Regions from separate parts of the Hordeum vulgare genome. Here region 1 is linked to region 2. A link is a contact called in public Hi-C data. All regions are on one chromosome and are shown on one strand. The core of a region is the stretch at or near the end of the contact, and the rest is flanking DNA. Distances in the headings are between cores, read along the strand shown.

Region 1 (5,838 bases), core at 95-2,594, 51 kb before region 2:
CGGTGAATCTTTTATGCAAGGACTATATGTACAGTTCGGCACTGTTAATAATCAACTAATGATTCTCCGAGGGTCTTTTGTCTGATGATTACCCACCGTGTTTTACTTTTTCTGGCACATTTTCACATTTTACTATGTCTCATCTAAATTAGAATAAGGAATCCGTCTCTTTTAAGTAAAATCTCTAGTAGGAGTAGTAGTGAGATAAATTAACAAAAAAATCAGGTTAACAGTATTTAGTTACGCTGGTTTTGCTGTGGCTAGCTAGACCGTGGCCTTGCTTCTCATTATAGTCGTTGTTTAGATTATTACTTCCTCTGTTTCAAAATAACTGTCTAAAGCTTAGTGTAATTTTATACTAGAGCTAGTATAAAGTTGAGACACTTATTTTAGGATGGATGGAGTATATAGGTATATAAGCTGTTGTCGTTTTGTACGTTAGAACTGCACAAGTATAATGGGCCGGTGAGATCGACCTGACGTACCAAAACACACATTTATGAGTCACTGTGGCACGTTAGTTACCTGATCTCTGGCGCTGGTCTTGGTGAACTCGGAGCTCTTGTTGCTTGACGTGTACATGGAGAGGAACCCATGGTGCACGACGGCGAGGCGGTTCTGGCTGGCCGCGGAGCCCAGCACGGGCGCGGCGGGCACGGGAACGAAGTCGAGGTCGTTGACCCACTCCATGTTCTGGACGGTGCCGCGCCACGCCACGACGATGTCGCGCCTCCCGAGCTTGGCGGCGCCCTCGTCCGTGGCCACGGCCACGTACCCCATCCAGTTGGACTCCCGGCTCCAGACGTCCGGCAGCGACGGCAGCGGCAGCAGCAGGAACGAGCTGGGGAGCGGCAGCGACGAGGTGGCGTAGATGAACTTGGTGACCTGGTAGTTGTTGCCGTGGTGGGGCACCCCGACGCCGGCGAGCAGGTCCTCGTAGGCGTAGAAGCACGCGCCGCAGTGCGGGGAGCGCCTCTCGGTGTTGAACCCGTCGTAGGCGGCCTGCACCATCTCGCCGTAGGAGATGATGCTGGAGCGGAGGTGCGGGTCCAGAGGGTCCAGGAGCCCATCCCACGAGTTCTCGCCGTGGAGCTCGCGCCACCTGCTGGCCACGGTTCCGAGGACGCGCGCCGGCGCCGGCGGCGTCGTGTCGTCGCCACGGGGTTTCTCTTGGCCATGCAGCCTGCTGGCTATGTCTCCAACGATTGGCAGTGGGATCGGGAGGAACGACATGGCGCGCGAGGTGTTAATTCGTGGGATCTTCTCGATCGATGTGCTGCCTACCACTGCCGGCGAGTAAAGTTTGGCTCTGTTGGCTAGCTGGTGTTGTGACCTTTGCTTCAGCTTGGGCTTGTACTTATAGGACGGATCGGAGCTTTGCTGCACCTACGGGGCATTATGGGGTAGGGACTCGGGAGGATTATTTTAGAACAGTTTTCACTGAAAAGGACTTAAGTACACTCTTAATACAGTTTTCTTTAGAACTATAGGCTCGTGGGAACATGACTTTGAATTAACAAAAGCCATTAACCGGTCTGGAATTACAACTATTCACCAACCATATCAACCAAGTGATACAAAGAAAAACTCTAGAAGCTTAGAGCATCTCCAACAGCCGCGCTTCGCGCCGTGCCCAAAAAATGTGTTTGCCGCGCGCGCTTCGGCTGGTTTAGCGCGGGGATAGACGCTGGCTTCAACGGCCGCGCTATAATCCAGCGCGCGCCGCTCCAGCAGCGCCCAAAAATACACAGCGCGCAACACGCACATACCACATATACATTTCAAAAAATAGGAGCAAAAATGATCAAAGAAATAAAATAAATCAACAATAAATAGTCATTACAACTCAAACAGATAGTTTATCATTCAGTACAACAAATAATGCAATAAACACAACCAATAGTTCATGAACAATACAATGTCGAATGCAGAAATCATGCTCTTTGTCGTTCATGCCATGCCCACCACTCTTCAATCAGATCCTTCTAAAGTTCATTGTGCGTTGCGGGACGCCGAATGCCATGATAGGAGGCAACAAAATGGGCTACCCTTTCAGCCCTCCGTCGCACTCGCACGGGATGTCCCAAGAGCTCATACTGTGAGTAGTCTAAATCTTGGCCACGCTCATTCTCGATGATCATGTTGTGCATGATCACACAAGCGTGCATGATGTATCAAAGCATTTTTTGATCCCAAAATCTAGCCGGTCCTCTCACAATAGCAAATTGGGCTTGCAAAATCCCAAATGCTCTCTCCACATCTTTTCTAGCAGCCGCCTAAGCATTGTGGAAATCAAGATTTTTCTTACCTTCTGGCTTTTTCAACGGCTTCACGAAGGTTTCCCACTTTGGATAGATGCCATCCGCTAGATAATAGCCATAGTTGTACGCACGGCCATTTGCTACAAACTCCACCGGTGGCAACTCATCATTTGCAATCTTATTCATCAGTGGTGACCGGTTGACAAGAGTGATGTCATTCAAAGATTCAGACATTCCAAAGAATGCATGCCAAATCCAAGTCTCCTGATCGGCCACCGCTTCAAGGATTATAGTGGAACCCTTTTTTTGGTCGTGGAATTGCCCATGCCATGCCTTTGGACAATTCTTCCAACTCCAATGCATGCAATCTATTGAGCCAAGCATGCCAGGAAAGCCGCGAGATTTGTTCATCGCCAATAGCCTTGCGGCGTCTTCAGCAGTGGGAGATCTCAAATACTCCTCGCCAAACACTTGCACAATTCCCAGTGCAAAGCGCTTGACACACATGATGGCTTGGCTCTCACCCATAGCCAAGTGATCATCAACTAGATCAGTCGGGATACCGTATGCCAACATACGCAAAGCGGTTGTCACCTTCAGAAAGGTGCTATGCCCGAGCTCTCCGGCGGCATTCCTCCTTTGCTGGAAAAACCGGTCATGGCTCGCTAGTTTCTCTGCAACGCGCTTGAACAAGTCGGTGCTCATCCTAAACCGGCGACGAAAATACGACTCCGTATATGTGGGATTCTCCACAAAATAGTTCTTCATCAATCTGTTATGGGCATCAATCCTATCTCTCCAAATTTTCTCCCGACCCATAACCGAACCACCGTGCTTCGATTTTTTATTGATATGCATAGCTATGATCATTGCAAGATCCTCCTTCTCTTCCATATCAAATTCTTCTTCGGAAGAATCATACGACGAACTCATCTACAATGTTCAATACTATACTATAAAAACTACAATTCAAAACATGCACCAAATTCATAAGTTTGAGGAATACATACCTTGTAGGCGTTTTGTCGAACACCTTGCGGGCGCGGCGCGGCAGCGAGCGCTCGGGCGCTGTTCCTCGGACGACGGAGGCGCGCGAGGGCCGGTGGGACTAGGAGGGGGTCGGGCGGAAGCGCGGCGGCGCGGGGAGGCCGGGGAAGCGCCTGAACGGTCGCCGGGGGGCGCGGGCGGCGGCGGCAGCGGAGATAGGCCGGGGAAGCGCCTGAACGGTCGCCGGAGGCGCGGGCGGCGACGGCGGCGCGGGGATAGGCCGGGGAAGCGCGTGAACGGTCGCCGGGGGGCGCGAGCGGAGGCGGCGGCGCGGCCGGATGGGGGTGGAAGTGGGTAGCGAGCGCGTGAGAGTGGAGGAGCGAGCGCGGGAGAGTCCAGCGCGCGGGAGCTGGCGCAGCAAATAAGCGGCGCGCGATTGCGTTTCGGCCAGCGCGCCGAACTGCATATGCCACGCGCGCCGTTTTTGTGCGCCCGCTGGAGCTACCCGCCGCGTTGCGCGCGCGCTAAAACGGGCTATTTTGTGGCGTGACGCTAGTTTAGCGCGGCTGTTGGAGATGCTCTTACAACTCAACGGAGGGAACAAGCTCAAGAAATAAAAGAAAACGAAGATCATTGCTTGCCCTAGCCGAATACTACAACCAAACATGCATTTAGGAAAACAACAAGCATGAGCCTGATCAGGTCCTAAGAAAAGAGAGTGTAGTCATGAGCCCGACAAACTCCTAGGATGAAGAACTCCACGAGTGAGAGCAACTCTAGTGGGGCGACCCTTTTCGTCCGTCGCCGTCCGTTTGGGTCGGCGCGGCCAAAAATAAAGGCCCAACGTGTTGAACCATTAACAAACGCGTCCGCGCCGACCCATTTCTAGTCCAAATTTGGGATTGAAATGCGTCGACGTGGACGCGAAGCGGACGCGCGCGCCCTCTCGGTGTCCGTCCCCAACCACCGCGGTCAACATTATTTATGACGGTCGCCATCCTTGGGCCCACGCATCAGCGACCGTGGCCGGCCTTTTTTAATCCGAGCGTGCGGTGGGTTCCGCCATCTGCTTCCAGAACCCCGCTCGTCCACATCCAGCCACCTCCTCGGCGACCAAAACCCTAGCACCATGGCCGGCGGCTTCCCAAACAAGGGCAAGGTCCCGCTCTACCCCCGCGCCATCTCCCCGCCGCCGTCTTCCCACCGGCCTCGCCAGTGTGTGGGCGTCCCAATGCACCAAGCGCGATGGCACTGGGAGCACCGCGTGCCGCTCCCTTACCCTGATGTCACGCTGCCGCACGGCTGGCATCTGGATCCGGAGAGGATTCCGGTGTCGGCCGTGCCGTGGTAGGCACGGGTGCATGCGGAGGAGGTGAGCCGTCATCGGCGTCTGCTGACGACGAAGCAGCGGGGAGACCCTGCGTACGCGGCCGACTCCCCTAACTGGGAGCTGTGGTTTGCGGTGGAGCACGAGGAGCAGCGCCGTCGTGGCGTGCGCGAAGTGCAGCCAGGAGGCCCTCCACCGCCCCCGCCTGTCGTCAGCGACGAGGACCAAGAGGCTGAGGCCGCCTACCAGGCGGCACTCGCATCTGTTCTCCGCAACAGCAAGGAGGAAGCGCGACGTAGGGTTGACGAGGAGGCGACGTACCAGCAGCAGCTCGTGGAGGCCATCGCGCTGTCGGCTGCCGCCGACTGCGTCGTGCCACCTTCACCGAAGCTCGACCCCACGGAGACGCGGGAGGTCTAGCAGTGGACCAGCATCGCCCACGAGTTCATCACTGCGCCACCCATCTAGCTGGGCGCGACACCGCAGCAGGAGAAAGTCTACCTCGAGCACTGGAGGGCGCAGCACCTGCGGGCGGAGCGCGTCGAAGGCCTTCGGCTGATGGAGTAGGAGAAGGAGGCGGAGGAGGAACGACGGGAGGCGGAGGCGGAGGCGGAGGAGCATGCCCTAGCTGCTCGCTGCCAGCACCACCAGCACAGCCTACGCCGGCGGGACAGACGACGGAGGCACAGGCAGCCGCGCTCTGGAACACGGCGTTCCCCTGGGACTTCTTTGTACTTCCTCTCATTTTCCACCATAGCATTAGTTGTTGTGGTGGAATTTGGGAGTGAAGGACTTGGGCACTCCTTGTGCCCTTGCCATTGCATTTGGTGCATAGGTTTGAGTTCTCCAGGGTGATACGTGGAAGTGAAGTTTGAGAAGCTTATTACCCTTTGGTACTTGGTATCCTAGAGATTGTTCTTCGTGGATGCTTTGGCATCCTAGAAGCTTGGTGGTGCCTCGGAGCTCAAACATTGTGGTGTAAAGCTCCGGGCAAGCTTCGGGGTCTCCAATTAAGTTGTGGAGATTGCCCCGAGCATTTGTGGTCACCTCGAAGCCATATGCCATCATGGTGAAACTTCGTGGTGTTGTTGGGAGCCTCCAATTAAGTTGTGGAGATTTCCCCAACCTTGTTTGTACGTGTTTGGTGGCCGCCCTCAAGGGTCCCTTGATGGAATCACGACATCTTGCATTGTGTGAGGGTGTGAGGAGATTACGGTGGCCTTAGTGGCATCTTGGGGAGCATTGTGCCTCCACACCGTTCCA
Region 2 (5,975 bases), core at 1,343-3,842:
TCCCGTTTGTCCTACTCCGCGGGATCCGGTTCACCGGAGGTGAGCGTGGTTGCACCTGGCACTCCAGGCCCCGCGGACATTGACCTCAACGTTGTGCCTGTGGTTGGTGGATCCTCCTTCGGGGGGTGCGCGGTAGCGGCCTCGTGAGCTCGTCGCTCACGCCATGAAGAATGCCCGTAACTTGTTTGAAGGAATGCCGACTACGAAAGACGAGGCCAACCGCATGTTCATGGAGGGCCTCATCTTTGAAAGTGGTGGCCGTGGCATCCCTTACGATCCTGATGAGACGCAGAGCCAAGATGGCATGGGGTACTCGTTTGGTGAAGGCCTGCCCAACCCCCTCATGAAGGACCAACTCGGTTTGGGCAACTCTTTTTCACTTGATCACAAGTCTCGGAAAGGCTATGGCGTTGACAAAGAGGATGATGAAGCGGACATCGATGGAGAAGCATTGTTCGATGAGCTCCCCGCCCAAGCCAATGCCAAGAATAACAAGCGGAAGAGCAAGCGGACCAAAGCATACACATAAAGTGAGGATAAACTTATTTGTGAATGTTGGAGAGACATTAGCCAAGACTCCAAGATAGGCTCCGAACAAAAGGCTTCGGCATTTTGACAAAGAGTGCATCGCGAGTTCTACGAGCGCAAGAAGTTTAAACCATACCAAATGGAGAGAAAGCGTGGGTTGGTCTCTCTCGGAAAGAGTTAGAGGGTGATACCATAAGAGTGACAATTTTTGTTCCACTCTTGAGAGCATCAAGGCTCGTCCTGTGAGCGGCATCGACATGAAAGACATGGTACGCCGACGTGCTTGCTTATATTGATTATTTTATATCTTGCCTATTTTGATATGTTGTCATGGTTGCTCATTTGTAGGTCTTTCAAGCTTTGGAAGCATTCAAGGTCCACTATGAGGGCAAGTCTTTCAACCTCACTCATTGTTGGATGATCATCAATGGAGAAGAAAAGTTCAAGGGACAATACGCTGCCATTAAGTCGCGTGGAGGGACGGAAGGCGTTGAAGAGCATGGTGCAGGGGAGAAGTCGCGGCCGCATGGGAAGACCAACTCGAAGAAAGAGGACAAGCGCGAGGCGACGCCCCTTGCCTTGCAAGCTACTTTGCACGACATGATCGTCAACAAAGACTTAAGGGAGGTGAAGCGAGGTCAAGACAAGGAGGACCAAATTAGGGCCTTCATGAAGATACAAAACAAAAGCTCGTGTTAGAGACGGAGAAGCAAGCGAAGGTGTTATAGATCGAGGTCATCAAAGGAGCCACCAAAGCAAGAGAAGTCCGTCTAGCTTGCATGATGAAGGGGTCGAGATAATGAAGGTGGACTTGAGCACGGTCTCTTTCATGAAGCGGTCTTGGTTCAAGAAGATGCATGCTGACATGTTCAACTTTGAAGACGAGTAATCCATGTCCCGGTGTGTGGGCATGATCATGGCTGAGATGACGTGGTCGGACTACATTCTCATTTTATGTGATGGAATGTGTGTCGTCTCCCGCTGGCAAGTTGCTGAAAAATGTGTATTCTTTTTGTAGGTTGGCATATGTATGCCGGCCTTGGCATATAGTGTGAGTGAACTTTCAACGCTCGCATGACATGTGATCACGGATCATTTAGTTTTAAAAACTGTATGCATACGGACGAAAAATGAATCACCATGTTGGGCAATCCATTCATGAAAAAGCAGATAAATCGATTTATAGATAGACAAAATACGGATAAAAACGCGTCCGACGCACGGTTAAAGTTGGTCTAAAACAGACGTTCATTAGAACGACGGTCCGGATACTCGAGCATTGTTGTGGCCCGCCATTCACAAGGATTGAATCAATCATTGAAGATGGCGCTGGGACTCGGTATGCAGATCCCATCCCCGGTCGTCCCGCCGGCACGAGCACGTGAGGAGGAGGACCAGTGGGCACTCATTCATGCTCAGGACCCAACATGTGCCCAACCACGCCGCACACGTGGCTTGCAACCAAGTAGTACTACCGAAATTTATAACTAGTCGATGACATAGCAAAAATTACCATGTTTCCTTTAACCACGCCTACATGTACAGAGTACTATTTTGCAGCTCTGGATAGACCAGCAAAGGTGTCGGTGTCGGTGTGCATGTAGGAGCTGTTTGGATCATCACCAACGGCGACCCTACCAATTTTCTTTTGGCTCGTCCATGTGACTTGGATGCTGTTTGGACCGTCACCAAAATATTGGCTCGCCCAGCCCGCCGCCTACGGCTCCGTGTTATTTTGGCCAACGCATGGGCGCGTCGAGGGCGCCGAAATCGGACGCCGACAAAATTGACGAGCACGTCTCTTCTCCACTGACATGTGGTTCTCTGGTAAGTTACAGTAAATTACAAAAAATCATCATAATTGGAGGTTACGCAAAAACAGAAAACCGTCACCATTCGTTTTGTTTTAAAAAACCATCATCATTGTGCTGACAGTTTTTAAAAAGCGTTGATTGACCAATTAAAACGGTTTAATGCAAAATCTGACAAGAAGGTCCCACTGTCATGTGCCACGTGGCTGGGGCGTAGACGGCGGCGGTCACTACCGTTAGTCTGACAAGGAGGTCCCACTTGCAGCTTCGTCGTCCGGCGTTCTGGACACCTCCATCACCGCCGCCCCGCACCGGCGCGCGTGCAGGCAAGCTGCCTAGCTGCCCCGCCGCCCGGTGCTGCCGAACCCCGCCATCACCGTCGCCCCGCGCTAACGCGCCTACAGGCAAGCTGTCTCGTAGCCCCGCCGCCCGATGCTGCTGGACCCCACCATCACTGTCGCCCCGCGCCGAAGCGCCCGCAGGCAAGCTGCCTCGCAGGCCCGCCGCCCTGTGATGCTGGATCCCGCCATCACAGCCGCCTCCCTTCCCCTAAGGAGCGCCACCGCCACCTGCTGGTGTCGACCTGCGACATCAACGCCTCTCCCTCGAATGCCCGGGCTCGGCCAGCAGGGGAGGAGGCGGGAGCTTGGCCGAGCGTGCGCACGGCCGCGCGGGACGGCAGCCATTGAGTGTCGACGATGACCGGGTGGACGACAGCGGGGAGCTCCTGACGACGGGATGCACCGCCACATCATCTAGATCAGGGTCGAGGCATGCAGGAGGATGAACTCCCTCGTCTTCAGATTGAGCGCTCGCTTGATGCCCATGACTCCCGCCGCTACCTCCTGCCCACCGTGGTTGGAGATGGAGGTTTTGGCAGCGACGGTTGAGCCGCGATGGTCTCACATCGGCATATCCCGGCAGTGGTATGGGCCTATGGGGTAGGTGAAGCGGTGGCCGGCGACGCCCTGGATTTAGGCGGGATCCGACGACCCCGGTGCTCACCGGAACTGGAGGGCGCAGGTGTTGGCTTTTGAAGCAGTAGACCAAACCACGAGGAAGAACGTACGTCCAATTCCCTCCGTTTCTAAATATAAGTCCTTTTTAGATATTCCAATAACAAATTACATACGAAGCAAAATGAATGAATTTACACTCTAAAATATGTCTATATACATCCGTATGTAGTAATGAAACCTCTAGAAAGATTTATATTTAGGAACGGAGGGAGTAGCAACCAAGCAAACAGATATCTGGATATCCAGCCATGTACGTGTGTGTGTGCAACCGGATCGTTTCTTCAACCGGTTACGATCGACACGACACGATTTCGGCGGAACGAACGAGAAGGCACGACTCGATGTATGGCCACATGCTCGTGTCGAGTCTGTCAAACTTTGTATTGCTTTTTGTTTTTCTGGTGTTACAAGCAACATCCATAGGGTGCCTTTTATACACGTCCATAGGGGACTATGGAAATAGACTAGGACTAGATCCTAATACTATTAAGACTCAGTTTGATTTTCTTTCATAATCCTACAGGGCAACGTGACCTTGATCGCCTCTCTCTCCTCCATGTCTTGCTGCGCCGTGAAACATGCGAGACTCGTACGGCTGCCCCCCTTCAGTTTAATGGCAAGGGTAACAACATTGAGTTTTGTTTGCCATGTCAACACTTACAGCAGGCCCCATTCGTTAGAAAGTATGTCAACATGTGGTTAGTGATTCATTAGTGTTTTTTTGAAAACTATTAGCACAATGATGGTGGTTTTTTAAAAACAAAACAAATGATGACGGTTTTCTGTTTTTGCGTCCTCAATTATGATGGTTTTTTACAATTTACTCAGTTAGTTAAAATGATCAAGCGGCTGGTTAATCGGGTGATGAAACGAGCTTTACCACGTGTAAATTACAAAAGTGGTTGTTTTTTTAGTGTAAAAAAGTGGTTGCTTGGATTAGTTAATCCCTTAGATCGTGCAACATATTTTTCTTTTTTACTCGGCAACTAATTATGTTTATAACAATAGCGAACATGTTTATATGAAATGGCGTCTATTCCCCTCGGATTGCCATGAGCCTCGAGAATTGGAGCTCCGCATTTGCCTTCGCCTTCTCCGCTCATTCCCAACAATCTCCGCCGTCATAGCTTGAGCAGCTAATCAATCGACGTTTATCAATCCGTCAAGCTTCACGTAAGGCAAAAGGGAAGAATGATGGTCTTTTGGGGACCCGAGCGGCGGCGACCTACCATGCACTACTCTTTTTAGCAGTCGACGACACCCACAGACATACCGATTTCATGGTTGTGGCGCAGGGGAGCGGGTTTGATGGAGCCGACAATGTCCTTCTTGTCGTCGCTCTTTCCCCACACGTCGTCTACTGCCTCGTCGAACTCTTTGTACACGGTCTTCTGTTTTGTCTAACACTGGCAGTACCGCCGGCGGTCGAGGCAGATCTGACGGGCGGAGCGGTATGACTCAAGCAATGTCGCTTGCTCCGCCACATCCGCGTCCGGTGCAATCGACCTATGGTCGTCAAGCTGCTCCTCTGCCTTTTGTGCTCCTTGAGGGGCTAGAGGTTGTAGGCCGCTTCGTCCTGCGCCTCTAGGAACTGCTCCTCCCGCTTATCCCACACCATGTCCATGTAATGGGCATGGGCCTCAATGATGGTCATGTTGCAATGCACCGACGAGGAGGGTGGCGTTGGCAATCTCCTTCTTCTGCTTCGGCGTGAGCTCGTCCTAGAGAGATTTCAAGCGTGAGGAGGCCACGGGAATGGTGCAAAGAAGAGAAAGGGACCAGAGGAGGATGAGTGCCGGCTATGGCCGGGGCTGGAGTATATATAGCGCGGTGAATGGCAATGGTGGGTGGCATGCCATCGAACGGGTGGCACCGGAATAGATTTTTTGGCAATCTCGTGTCTTTAATGTGGGCGACAAAGGGACGGAGGGGTGGTCGTGGTGTCGTTTGAACGTGGGGCAGATGCGTGCACCTGGAATCGACGCGGACGATGGTCTCTCGGCCAGGGCGCCACTTCAATGCCAACGCTAGTGAGAAGTCGTGTCCGCTCTGGTCAGGCATGAATGTGGCCAATGATGCTCCGAAGTGGCGTTGACCATTTCGGGTGGCAAACACGCGTGGGTGAGGAAGCGTTTTTTGGTGGGCCATGGCGGTCAGAAGCGGGCGGCACATCGGTCCGGATGCCCGCAAAACCCTCCATGTTTGTCTCCGGTTTATGAAAAGAAAACACATTCGGACCGCTCCACATACCGATACAAACCTACGTTGGATGGCTTCCGCGGTCCGGACCATATGATTTGGACCTATCTGGATTGTTTGAGGGTCGATATTGTAGATGCCCTAAGTAGTGTCATGTTGTGGCCAATTTCCTCTCTCCCATGCATGTACACAATAATGTCATCAAGATTCTCCTTAATATTTGAAACTCGAAAAGTTTTATCAAGAATCTCTCTAATATTTGAAACTCAAATTTTTTTATCTCCAAAACCATTAATTCGACCAATGATCTACTTTTGTAGCTGATTTTTGTCACAACTAGATCTTTAAAACTAGATTTCATGCCGACATCTTTCAATAACTATTTTTTTGTCCATACTTGCCACATTGTTCCACTCAC

Evidence for each region. Hi-C and Micro-C count contacts between places; a contact is called where the count stands out from the background.
Region 1: a contact with region 2 is called in a Hi-C map of seedling, with 1.9 times the contacts expected there. The contact joins the promoter of LOC123443222 here to the enhancer-like site in region 2. A contact is called at or near these places in 2 of 6 Hi-C or Micro-C datasets (leaf and seedling).

The regions. Positions count from the first base shown.
Region 1 is chr1H:437,084,966-437,090,803 of MorexV3_pseudomolecules_assembly, reverse strand. LOC123443222 (phospholipase A1-II 7-like) reads right to left here and starts at 1,344. Exons shown (of 2, transcript XM_045119541.1): 1 at 526-1,344. The coding sequence starts at 1,233.
Region 2 is chr1H:437,035,063-437,041,037 of MorexV3_pseudomolecules_assembly, reverse strand. No RefSeq gene overlaps it. Among protein-coding and RNA genes, the nearest start is that of LOC123443222, 51 kb to the left of the region's middle. Within about 2 kb of position 2,592, at least 3 of the 3 cell types and tissues checked have open chromatin away from gene starts, as enhancers often do. A contact at or near this core is called in leaf and seedling, where this site is marked.